3 separate regions of the Mus musculus genome follow, and regions 2 and 3 are each linked to region 1. Evidence: chromatin contacts called from public HiChIP or PLAC-seq and promoter capture Hi-C data. All regions are on one chromosome and are shown on one strand. Each heading gives the region's core, a stretch centred on a gene start, on an enhancer-like site or on the middle of the called end of the contact. The rest is flanking DNA. Distances are from core to core; before and after follow the strand shown. Region 1 overlaps Rhcg (Rhesus blood group-associated C glycoprotein). Region 2 overlaps Mir9-3hg (Mir9-3 host gene). Region 3 holds the start of Polg (polymerase (DNA directed), gamma).

Region 1 (2,841 bases), core at 213-2,712:
GCAGTGAATGGTCCCAGCACTCCATATCCAAGTGGGAGCTCTTAATTCCCTTGGCCCAGGAACAATGAATGGTGCCTTTTCCCATCCTTGCTCCTGCCTATCACCAGCCTCAGCCTGGCTCCTACCCAAATGTTTCCCTATCACAGCTAAGTACCCCTTCTCCAGGACATAGGACTTGTATACGTGTGTGAGACTCTCCAGGGTGACCTCCAGCTTGATGCAAACCATCCTTGGGGAACCCCAGCCCAGAAACCCAAGAAGAACAGCAGGTGCCATATAGGAACTCCACACAGCTCACACCATCCTGGAAAAGGTGTGAACTGAAGGCTCGGTCAGGAGTCAGAGAGCCTGGAACACAAGTGGCCAGGGGCAGGCACCGGAATCAGAGACCCCATGTCTCATCCTAGGCTGTCTTTATGAACTTCATTCTTAGGAGACAGAGGTAGGCTAGATATGAAATTCCAGGCTAATCTGAGCTACCATAGTGAGACCTTCTCTCCCTACTCCAACACAGTATGGTGTTCCGGTCTCTGGGACTCAGTTTCCCCACCAGCAAGTCTGGAAGACTACAGCCTCTCTCTCAGGGTTGCTGGAAAGTTAGGTGACTGGGTGGGTGAGGGATGTCTTCAGCAAGGTACCCAGCTTAGCACGCAAAGCACACAGGGGAGGGAACTTGAAGCATATCCACAGGACGGGACATTGTCAGGGCAATGTAATCCCCAGCCCTGGTACCTGAAAGCTACCTGGGAACCTTTACAGTCCAGTTTTCTAGTACAATGCCTTAGCCCCCAGTGCTGTGATACTTCATTCCTGTTCACAGCACGTTAGGCCACCTCTGCCCAGCTGGGCTTCCAAGGCAGCCTCCATGTTGCCCACGGGCAAAAGGCTGTCAGTCGCTGTTCCAGGTGCCCAAGTCCTGTGATCGGGGATCATGGGGAGAGTGTCACACTACAGCTCCCTCAAAGCCTGGCCCACCATTGGTTTACCAGTTTGAGAGGCGGTTCATAGAGAGCCCAGGTGTGGCCCTCTGGAGGATCCTGCAGCCTCCATTCCAAAGGCACCTCGCCTCTCGAACCCCTGGCGGATCCTGCCCCTGTATTCTTCGCAGATACTCTTCCCCGCTTCCTGCACCGCTCCATCTGCAATGCTCCTCCCAGACCCCCAAATCCGTCCCTTGAGCCCCTCTCACATCTCACCCCTGCACCCCCACCACCTGCACCTTATTTTGTCCCCTCCCAGACTCCGCCTCTGTACCTCACCACCTGCGCCCCTCCCACACCCCGCCCCTGCACCCCGCCCTGGCCCTGCAGGGACCCGCTGGGCGGAACCGTGCGGCCGTGGGGGAGGGGCCGGGCTGATCAGCTGGAATCAAAGCCGCCGCCCCCTCCCCCGCCACCCTGTCCCCCTGCCGAGCCGCCGCGCACCTCCTTCTTTGTCACAATGTTTTTCAATCCGGTGAAGCAAACTGTCCAATTAGAGCCAGGGCCTCCGGCTTCCATCTTTGCCGACGTTTAATTAACATGCTCCTCTTGGCAGCTGCTGACAAGTTCCAGAAACAGGTTGTAAAGGGTTTTTGTCTTTACCCAGCATGGAAAATAAGGGGTGTTACATCGCGGAACATGAATAGGTGGCACTTCAGCTTCCTCCTTCTCTCCTCCCCCTTCCCCTTGCTCTGCAAAGGGGAGCGAAGCCTCGAGTGTGCGTGCATGCGCGTGTATGTGTGTGAGTGTGTGGATTGCCAGGGAGGCGGGGAGAGCGAGCCGGGAGGCAGGGGAGAGACCATCCCTTTCCTCTCTTTACCCCTTCCTTCCCACGAACCTTGGCTCCACAAAAGATCTTGGTTTCCTTGCTCTTTAGCCTGAACGCTTTTCCCTCCCTTCAGCTAGCTAAAGGCAAACTCCTTATCACGATTCCTGTCCACGAGTGTACCTGTGCTGTCCCCTTGTTCCGCTTCTGGTAATTCCTAGTAATCCGCCAGAACCCCACCAGGTCACCACCTTGTCACAGCCCTGTCATAGTTCACCTGTCCATTCCACACCTGGATATGTAAGGACCTGAAGCTTTCCCCATTTTAGAGCAGGAGTGGGGCGGGACTGGCAGAGGAAGGGGAGGGAGGGTTAGAGAAAGGCAACTGGGAGGGGGGTGCTCCCTCCTTACTTATGCCTGCTGGAATGGACTCAGAGAAAGCTAGTACACGGGTGGCTTTCTCACCAGTGTGGACCCTACAGAAAGAGGGGTACTTGGGGGAAAGAATGCAGTCTAGGGCTTAGCTCCTGACCCTCCCGGGCTGCGTGGACTTTTGTAGAGAGAGTGGCCCTTTGGGCAAGGGTCAGGGCCAGGCAGGAGGCCAGGTCCTCTGGGTCCGTATAGATCTCACAGGGGTCCCACCAGAACATCCACTCCCCAGTCTACAAAGAGCATCAACAACATTTATTTACTACACAAAATAGAGTGATCTTGGGTGCCTTGGAACATGGGAAATACATTGTTGGGGAGCAGGCGGAGGCTTGAAGAGTCCAAGAAGGGGTATCCCGGGTGGGGTGGGGGCAAGCTCGCCCTCCCATTCCACACCCCCTTCCCAACCCCCGGCCTCAGCTTCTCTTCATGCTACTTCTCACAGGCTATGAGCATCATGACCGCAGGCAGGGACAGACCTTCTGCAGCTGACCCTGGCTTGGAGCTCACTTTGTCCGAATCTCCTCCATTCTCAGCCCGGTGAGCCCCCTGGGATGAAGCGGGTGTAGAGGTGCTGGAGTCAGGCCAGTGGGCCTTTCCGCTGCCCTGTCCCTGAGTTCCCAGATATGTCAGCCCCAGCTCTCTCCAGAGCTTGGGGGCAATCTG
Region 2 (3,143 bases), core at 265-2,764, 72 kb before region 1:
AAAAAAAAAGCGAGCCCTGAGGCCTGGATGTTAAAGTGACTTTTTCCCACAAGTTAAAATCAGAACTCAAAGAAGAACCTGTCTCCTAATTGCTATAAAAGTGTTTTATACACTGAGCTGTAGTTCCTTTCTCTGCAGAGAAAATAAAATCAGACCATCTGGGTGGGAGAGAGAATGAAGGAAAGAGATGGATCGGAGTGGAATAAAGGAAGTGGGCAGGAAGCTGAGGAGCTGTGAAGAGCCTGACCTTGCTTAGCTCACAAGCCCTGATATAGTGTCTTTGTCAATGCTGCCACTATTGACGCGTTCCTTGGTAATTATGACTGTGTGTTGGCATGGCGACTCAGTAAGAAGACTAGAGGCACTGGGTAAATGCAGGGCTTGTCCTCACCTTCTAAAGCAGAGAGGAGCTTTTGTGGGTAGTTCCTCCAGGGAGACGCGGTGGAAAATTCACCAGACCCTGTGCTGGGGCATGGGTATTGACACACCATGGGAGCCAGGCGGCCCTGAGCAGGATGGCACAAACAAGACTTGGTCTGACACTGAGGTCTCCCAGATCCACCCTCCAGTTCCTTTCCATTGTCTTTGTTCCCCAGGCTTGTAACATCTAGTGTGTCCATTCCTAGTCCTTTCTGGGTTGTCTATTTCAAATAGGTTTATGTTGCAGTCTCCCTGAACTTGATTGATCATACAGTCATCTACCTAATAGTCCATGGTTGTGCATCTGGAAGCCGAAAGGAAAGGCTGGTAGGCCCAGCTGTAAGGAGGGGGTCTGGGGCTGGCTTTGCTTTCTTCATTGGTGCCTTCTCCAGAGATTCTTTAACCACACACTCATCTAAAAATGAGGACTTGCTGCTAGAGTCAAAAGCTGTCCTGTCCAATGTGATATCCAATAGACGTGAATAGTTTATCTCATAAGTGTGAGCAGTATGGCACATTTAAATAATCTCTGACTAAATAAAATACATAATTATAATGACCTGCTTCTTCTGTCTTTGGAATGAGGCTTCTAGAACATTTGAGATTACACAGGAACTGAAATGGCAGGTCTAAACCAGATGATGGAGCCCTCTTACAGACTTAGACTTGTGCCTGATTCTTCTGATCTCACGCAGGAGGTGTCTAATCTCAGAGGTCTATGTTTAGAGTGCAGTGGAAAAGCCAGGTGGAGGGTCTCAGGCCTGGAAGAGCCTGTTGTGTGGGAGAATCACCCCTCAGTCTTTGGAGGTGGAAGCTATGGCCTGAGTTCGTAGGCAACATTGTGTTTTTCAGCATAGGGTGAGGTTAACCCTGGAAGAATCTTTCCATGAAGGGTCAGCAGCCCCCTAGTGGGTTTGTGTAGGTAGAGCTGGAGCTGACAGGTTCATTGTTCCAAGAGTGGCACCCACACCAGGCAGTGGTGACTTCACACTCTCCCAGATACACAAGAACCACTAAACAAGGAAAGACAGCTGTGTGTCTCAGGTTCGTATCAAACTCCCTTTTGGCTAGGTTCCTTTGGAAGATGGCTGGGGCTGCCTATCTCTTGGCTGCCCCTCCTCCCCTCAGCCTCAGCCGATGTGCAAGCTGGAGCTTCTGGGATACTCCTTGGCTCAAAGCCAGCATTTTCTTGGAGAGGCTCCTGCTTTGGCTCCCTGCCAGGCCTCTGGTCTCCAGAGAGGTTTCCCCCCCCCCCCCAGGGGAGGTGCTGGGCTTGTCCTGCTGTCAGAGGGCTGAGGCCTGTTCAGCCTTCTCACCTTGGGAGACCCCAGGCTGTGGGCTAGCCTTGCCACCAGCCCTGGCCCCTTTCAGAATATCCAGTTTCTTGCTAGGGGAATCTGGTCTGGGTCAAGGAGCTTTCAGCTCCCATACTCTAGGACTGTCTGAAAAGTGCCTCCTCCCTGGAGCCTGAGAGACAGGGAGTGGGAATCATGAGTCCTGGGGAAGATGCCACAAACATTTACCAGGCACAAGCACTGTGCCAGGCTCTGTGCTAATCTTTGCATGCTGGGTCTTTGAGGCCTGGCTCAGTGGAGTAAAGATAATACAGGGTCCACCCTTCTTTTCTCGTCATGGGGATTGCTTGAGGTGGGTCTCAGAAGCTATCTCGGTTTTCACAAGGTCCTTGTCTCCCAAGGAAGCTGCTAGGCTTTCAAAGCAGCCCAGGACTTGTTTAGGCTGTGAGAAGATGTCTCTGCAGCGTCTCCTGCTTCACGCAGGCCACACTGCTGAATAATCCAGATGGGAGAGCTCAGCGCTAGGCCCCCAGGAAGCCCAGGAGAATTGGAGAGGTGGCAAACAGCTCCTCTGGTCCTGGCTTGTCTTGATAGTGTCTGTCAGCTAACTCCTTGCTGTACTTCAGTTTATACAAATCAGGGTAGTTCTAGGACAGCCAGAGATACATAGAGATACCCTGTCTCAAATAAAATAAGCTAAATCAGGGTGACCCAACTCCACACGCTTTCACAATTGCAAGAGACTGACTGCTCAGGGTGAGTGTGGTGGATCTTGCTTTCTGCTCCTAGAAGGGGTATCCTTCTATGGAAGGATAGAATCTATGTCCTCTGTTCAATCTTGTTTTCTTTCTAAGGTGTGTGTGTGTGTGTGTGTGTGTGTGTTTAACATGCAGGAGTTGGTTCTCTCTTCTGTGTGGGCCTGGTGATCAAACTCCGTTGTCAGGTTTGGCAGCCTTCCTGAGTCGTGTTGCCAATCTCTCCCTTATGCTGTCAGAGCCCAGCCGTGAGGCAGAGGCCACAGGGCTCCCGGGATCCAGGCCGGGCCTTTCTGATCCAGTCCAGAAACAATGAGCATACTGCTTCTCCTCTTTGTGAGCTGCTGTTCTCAACTGTGAATTTGGGGTTAGCACTCAGGAAATACCAGGGCCCAAGTTCAGTCTCTGGGTCTGAGAATAAGAAGAGAAAGGAAAGGAAAGGGAAAAGAGGGGAGAAGAGATGTCATGTCACACATTGGTTAGAAATAAAATCCCTGGAAGATAGTAAGCAAGGGACCAAGCTTAGCTCTCTCTCATGTTGCACTCAAGTTGTTGTTTTGTCTTCTGCTTGTCCACAAGCTCCATAGTGGAGGGAAACCCAGAGCTGCTCCCTGACTTCTGGATCACAGAGATCAGCTTGAGCAGTGTTAGCAGGCACACATGTAGGAGTTTA
Region 3 (3,242 bases), core at 513-3,012, 130 kb before region 1:
ACACAGAGGGAACTCAGAAAATGTTCTCCGAACCAAACCATTAAGCTGGGCCCCCTACAAACGGTAGTCCCCTGTTGCTAACCCCCGACTTACCAGGCCGAGGGGGATATGGCCACCGCCAAAGTGGGGCAGGTTCCCTCTGCCAAGCAGACCTCCACGTCGAACACCAGGGCCCGCTCCTCGGGGATGGCCACGGGTTCGGCCTCCCCCTCGGGGCCGTACCGGGTCCAGCCCTCCGCCCAGGCCCAGCTCTTGGGCTCGGGGGGCAATTGGGCCTCCAATAACGAGGCGGCCGCCTCCAAGTAAGGCAGGCTCTGCTTCTGGGCCAGGAGGCGGAAGTGCTGGTCCAGGTTGCCCCCGAAGAGCCGGGGCAGGCGCAGCTCCACGTCTGGCAAGGGCGTGGCCGGCTGCCCCCAGAGCCCGTGCTTCTGCAGGTGCTCTACGCTGCGCTGCACCGCGGCCTCGTCGGGCATTTCCCCGCCGCACCCGAAGATCTGCTCGTGCAGGCCTCTCGACAACATCTGGATGAGCAGAGGGTTGAGCCGCAGCTGCCCATTCTCGGAGGAGGGCATTTGCGACGGCGGCCGCCCGTCGCTGGGGACGGGGTCGAGGACGGAGCTGGAGACCCAGCGCGCGGTTGCTGGTACTGGCCCTGAGGCGACCTTGGCGCCAGCCACCTTCTTCCAGAGCAGGCGGCTCATGGTTGGTGCAGGGAGCCCCCCGCTGTGAGTCGGGGCACCGGGCTTTGGGCTCCAGCTTGACTGCTTTTAGTGGCCGAAAGACTCAGAGAGAGACGCGTCCCCTCTCTGTGCTCCTGTCAGTGAAATAGGTCTCACCATGCCTGCCTTCCTCACACAAGTCCTAAAGGAGACAGACGATAAAAGTGTTATTACAAGTGTCACGGACTTGAACAAACCGCTTATCCCGCAACAAACATCTGCTGCGTGCCAAACAAGCATTTTCTCCACTTGATCTTAGCCAAAAGGCCAGAGCGGAGTAGGGACATTTTTCTGTTACGCCTCCAACAACCTTAAGAAATGGCACTGCCCCCTCCCGAGGACAGGGCCACACCGGCTCGGCAGTTAACTTGGGAGAAGCCGCTGGAGATGCTGAAATGGGGAGACGCAGACAGACCAGGGTTCTGGCTCTCCAACTGCGTGACCTTGGCCCAGCTCCTTAGGCCCCGACCTCCTCCTCTGTAAAATGGGGTTAAGAACTCTAGAGCCACGGGCCACTGCTGTAAGAGTGGCAGAGGGCGCGCTCGTCGAGTGGCCCTAACCCCAGTAGGCGCTCGGCAGACAGCAGTTGCCAGTCCCACCCCGCCGGCGGCCCGAGGGCCTAGCGCCCCAACTTCGAAACCCGCCGAACGAGCCACAGCCTCGGGGTCCGCACCCACACCCGGGCGGGCCTAGGGCGCCCTGGTCGGGGCGTCGGCGGCCACCCCCGCACGCCGGGACACAGGGTCCCCGCCGCAGCCGCCGCCCTGCTCCCGGCCCGGCTTCCCGAGTGGAGAGGGAGCAGCCGCGCCCGGCCCTCCCCCTGCCGAGCCCGCCGGAAACCTCGGTCCGCTTCGCGCTTCCCGTTCTGCGGCAGCCCACAGCCCCGGCGACGACGCGGCGTCCGCGGCGCGCGGCCCACGCAGCCTCAGGGTGGCGTGCGGTCTCGGGAGCAGCCGCAACTTCCCGTCTGCGCGAACTGGGTCCCGCGGCTACCCAGAGGCAGGCGGGAGACTCCCCCGAGCGTCCAATAAGAGCGCCGCCAATGGAGCCGCCCGCCCGCGGGGGTGCAGAGGGACTTCCGGGTGAGGTCCTCCGCTACTTCCCTCCCCACGGAAAAGATAGACCAGTCTGACGCGAGCCTGAAGGCGGCTACACGCTTTAAGCTAAGTAAAGGCACCTTCTCGCTGGCGGCCGCGTGGCCTAATGGATAAGGCGTCTGACTTCGGATCAGAAGATTGCAGGTTCGAGTCCTGCCGCGGTCGACTTGTATGTTGTTTTTATCTGTCAGTTTGTTAATCCCAAGATTCCCTTTGGAAATAAAGCGAAATTGACCGTAGTGGTTATGACCAACTTCTAGTCTAAACTTAATTCTTGGAACTCAAGGATCTGAGCAAACAACTGTCAGGGTGACACATTGCTTAAACGGTGACAGCGGTCGAGAGCCTTGTCCCGGATGGAGAGTGGAGCAAACGGAGCACGTGCCGTCCGAAGTCTAGATTTGTCACCTATGGACCGCAAAGGCTAAGCCTCGATGGAGTCTCCTCCCTCCTATCCCGGACAATGATGCTGGGGGTTGATGCTGTTGAGTCCGATTGGTCGCGCCCACCGGGCACAGCTGAAGCACGTCCCGCTTCAGAGATCTGTCAATCTCTGGGTCCACCTCCCGTTGCTCCGGTTGTTTCTGCTCCCAGCTCTCCGTAGAGGGTCAGCTGCAAAGGGTCAGGCGAATATGGCCTGGGTGAATAACTGGGACCCAGGGATTCAAGTCGAGAGTCCCGTACGAGGAAAGAAAAGATCAGGATTGCTTCAGGCAGACTAGGGGGCACAAGCAGCTGATTAGGGAAAAAATTCGGACCGCGCTGAACGGCAGCCCCCACTTCCAACCAGCGAGACCACCCGGACGCTGAGAACTGTGTACAGGAGAGAGGGTCTTTGACTTTTTTCAGGAGTCGCTCCTCTATCCGCTTTTCCTGTCACTAGCAGCGGCAGGGACTCATACAGAACCCTTCTCCTTTCTCCTTTTCTTAGTTTCTTCCCCCTCTTTTGTCTGTCTGTCTGTCGGCCTGTTTGCTTGTTTGTTTGTTTTTAACGATGAGGTCTCACATTGTAACTTAGAACTTACGCGGTAGCCCTGGCTGCCCTCCCGCCTCAGTGCTTGAACTACAAATATCCACAATCTAGCTCTCCAGCTGAGACATTCTTATACATTTTTCTAGATGTACTTAATAGACATAAAGTGATTTTTGTTTGTTTGATTGGTTGGTTATCAGTTTTATATATATACACACACAAACCAGAGTCAACTAGATAAGAGATTCCTTATTTTGTGATTCTTCTTGCTTTTACATAACTTTGCTCAGTTTATTTTGCTATAAGGTGAAAAAGGAGAGGCTCTTAACTCAGGAAGCCTCCGAGCAGGAAAAACAATTTCATTTTTATTTCATAGTCTCCTACTGAAATTCAGTGTTCTCTTCATCTGTGAGCCTAGGCAAGCTGCCACGTGGCGCTAGCCATACCCGTGCC

Evidence for each region. Promoter capture Hi-C pulls out the DNA fragments that hold promoters and counts their contacts. HiChIP or PLAC-seq counts read pairs in DNA pulled down with a chosen protein or histone mark.
Region 2: a contact with region 1 is called in an H3K4me3 HiChIP or PLAC-seq map of forebrain, with 2.7 times the contacts expected there. The contact joins two enhancer-like sites. A contact is called at or near these places in 20 of 39 promoter capture datasets (the 3T3-L1 cell line, 3T3-L1-derived adipocytes, the C10 cell line and 13 more), 23 of 484 Hi-C or Micro-C datasets (LSK cells, the N1E-115 cell line, Th2 cells and 18 more), 22 of 115 datasets of contacts at active chromatin or transcription factors (VIP interneurons, craniofacial prominence, embryonic basal ganglia and 14 more) and 3 of 9 other capture datasets (adipose tissue, liver and pancreatic islet).
Region 3: a promoter capture Hi-C map of hippocampal neurons shows a contact between it and region 1, with 2.4 times the contacts expected there. The contact joins the promoter of Polg here to the enhancer-like site in region 1. A contact is called at or near these places in 5 of 39 promoter capture datasets (cranial neural crest, embryonic stem cells, hippocampal neurons and 1 more), 1 of 15 datasets of contacts at CTCF or cohesin (embryonic stem cells), 1 of 484 Hi-C or Micro-C datasets (cortical neurons), 10 of 115 datasets of contacts at active chromatin or transcription factors (acute myeloid leukemia, astrocytes, embryonic basal ganglia and 4 more) and 3 of 9 other capture datasets (adipose tissue, liver and pancreatic islet).

Annotation. Positions count from the first base shown.
Region 1 is chr7:79,590,954-79,593,794 of GRCm38.p6, forward strand. It overlaps Rhcg (Rhesus blood group-associated C glycoprotein), which reads right to left. Exons shown (of 11, transcript NM_019799.3): 11 at 2,410-2,841. Among named protein-coding and RNA genes, the nearest start is that of Rhcg, 25 kb to the right of the region's middle. Within about 2 kb of position 1,463, at least 63 of the 459 cell types and tissues checked have an H3K27ac peak or open chromatin away from gene starts, as enhancers often do. A contact at or near this core is called in cortical neurons, embryonic basal ganglia, embryonic brain and 4 more, where this site is marked.
Region 2 is chr7:79,518,772-79,521,914 of GRCm38.p6, forward strand. All of the region lies in intron 1 of Mir9-3hg (Mir9-3 host gene), which reads left to right. Among named protein-coding and RNA genes, the nearest start is that of Gm51285, 15 kb to the left of the region's middle. Within about 2 kb of position 1,515, at least 44 of the 459 cell types and tissues checked have an H3K27ac peak or open chromatin away from gene starts, as enhancers often do. A contact at or near this core is called in cortical neurons, embryonic brain, embryonic forebrain and 2 more, where this site is marked.
Region 3 is chr7:79,464,511-79,467,752 of GRCm38.p6, forward strand. Polg (polymerase (DNA directed), gamma) reads right to left here and starts at 1,763. Exons shown (of 23, transcript NM_017462.3): 1 at 1,560-1,763; 2 at 94-861. The coding sequence starts at 701. It overlaps n-TRtcg5 (a tRNA gene), which reads left to right and starts at 1,909; the gene lies at 1,909-1,981.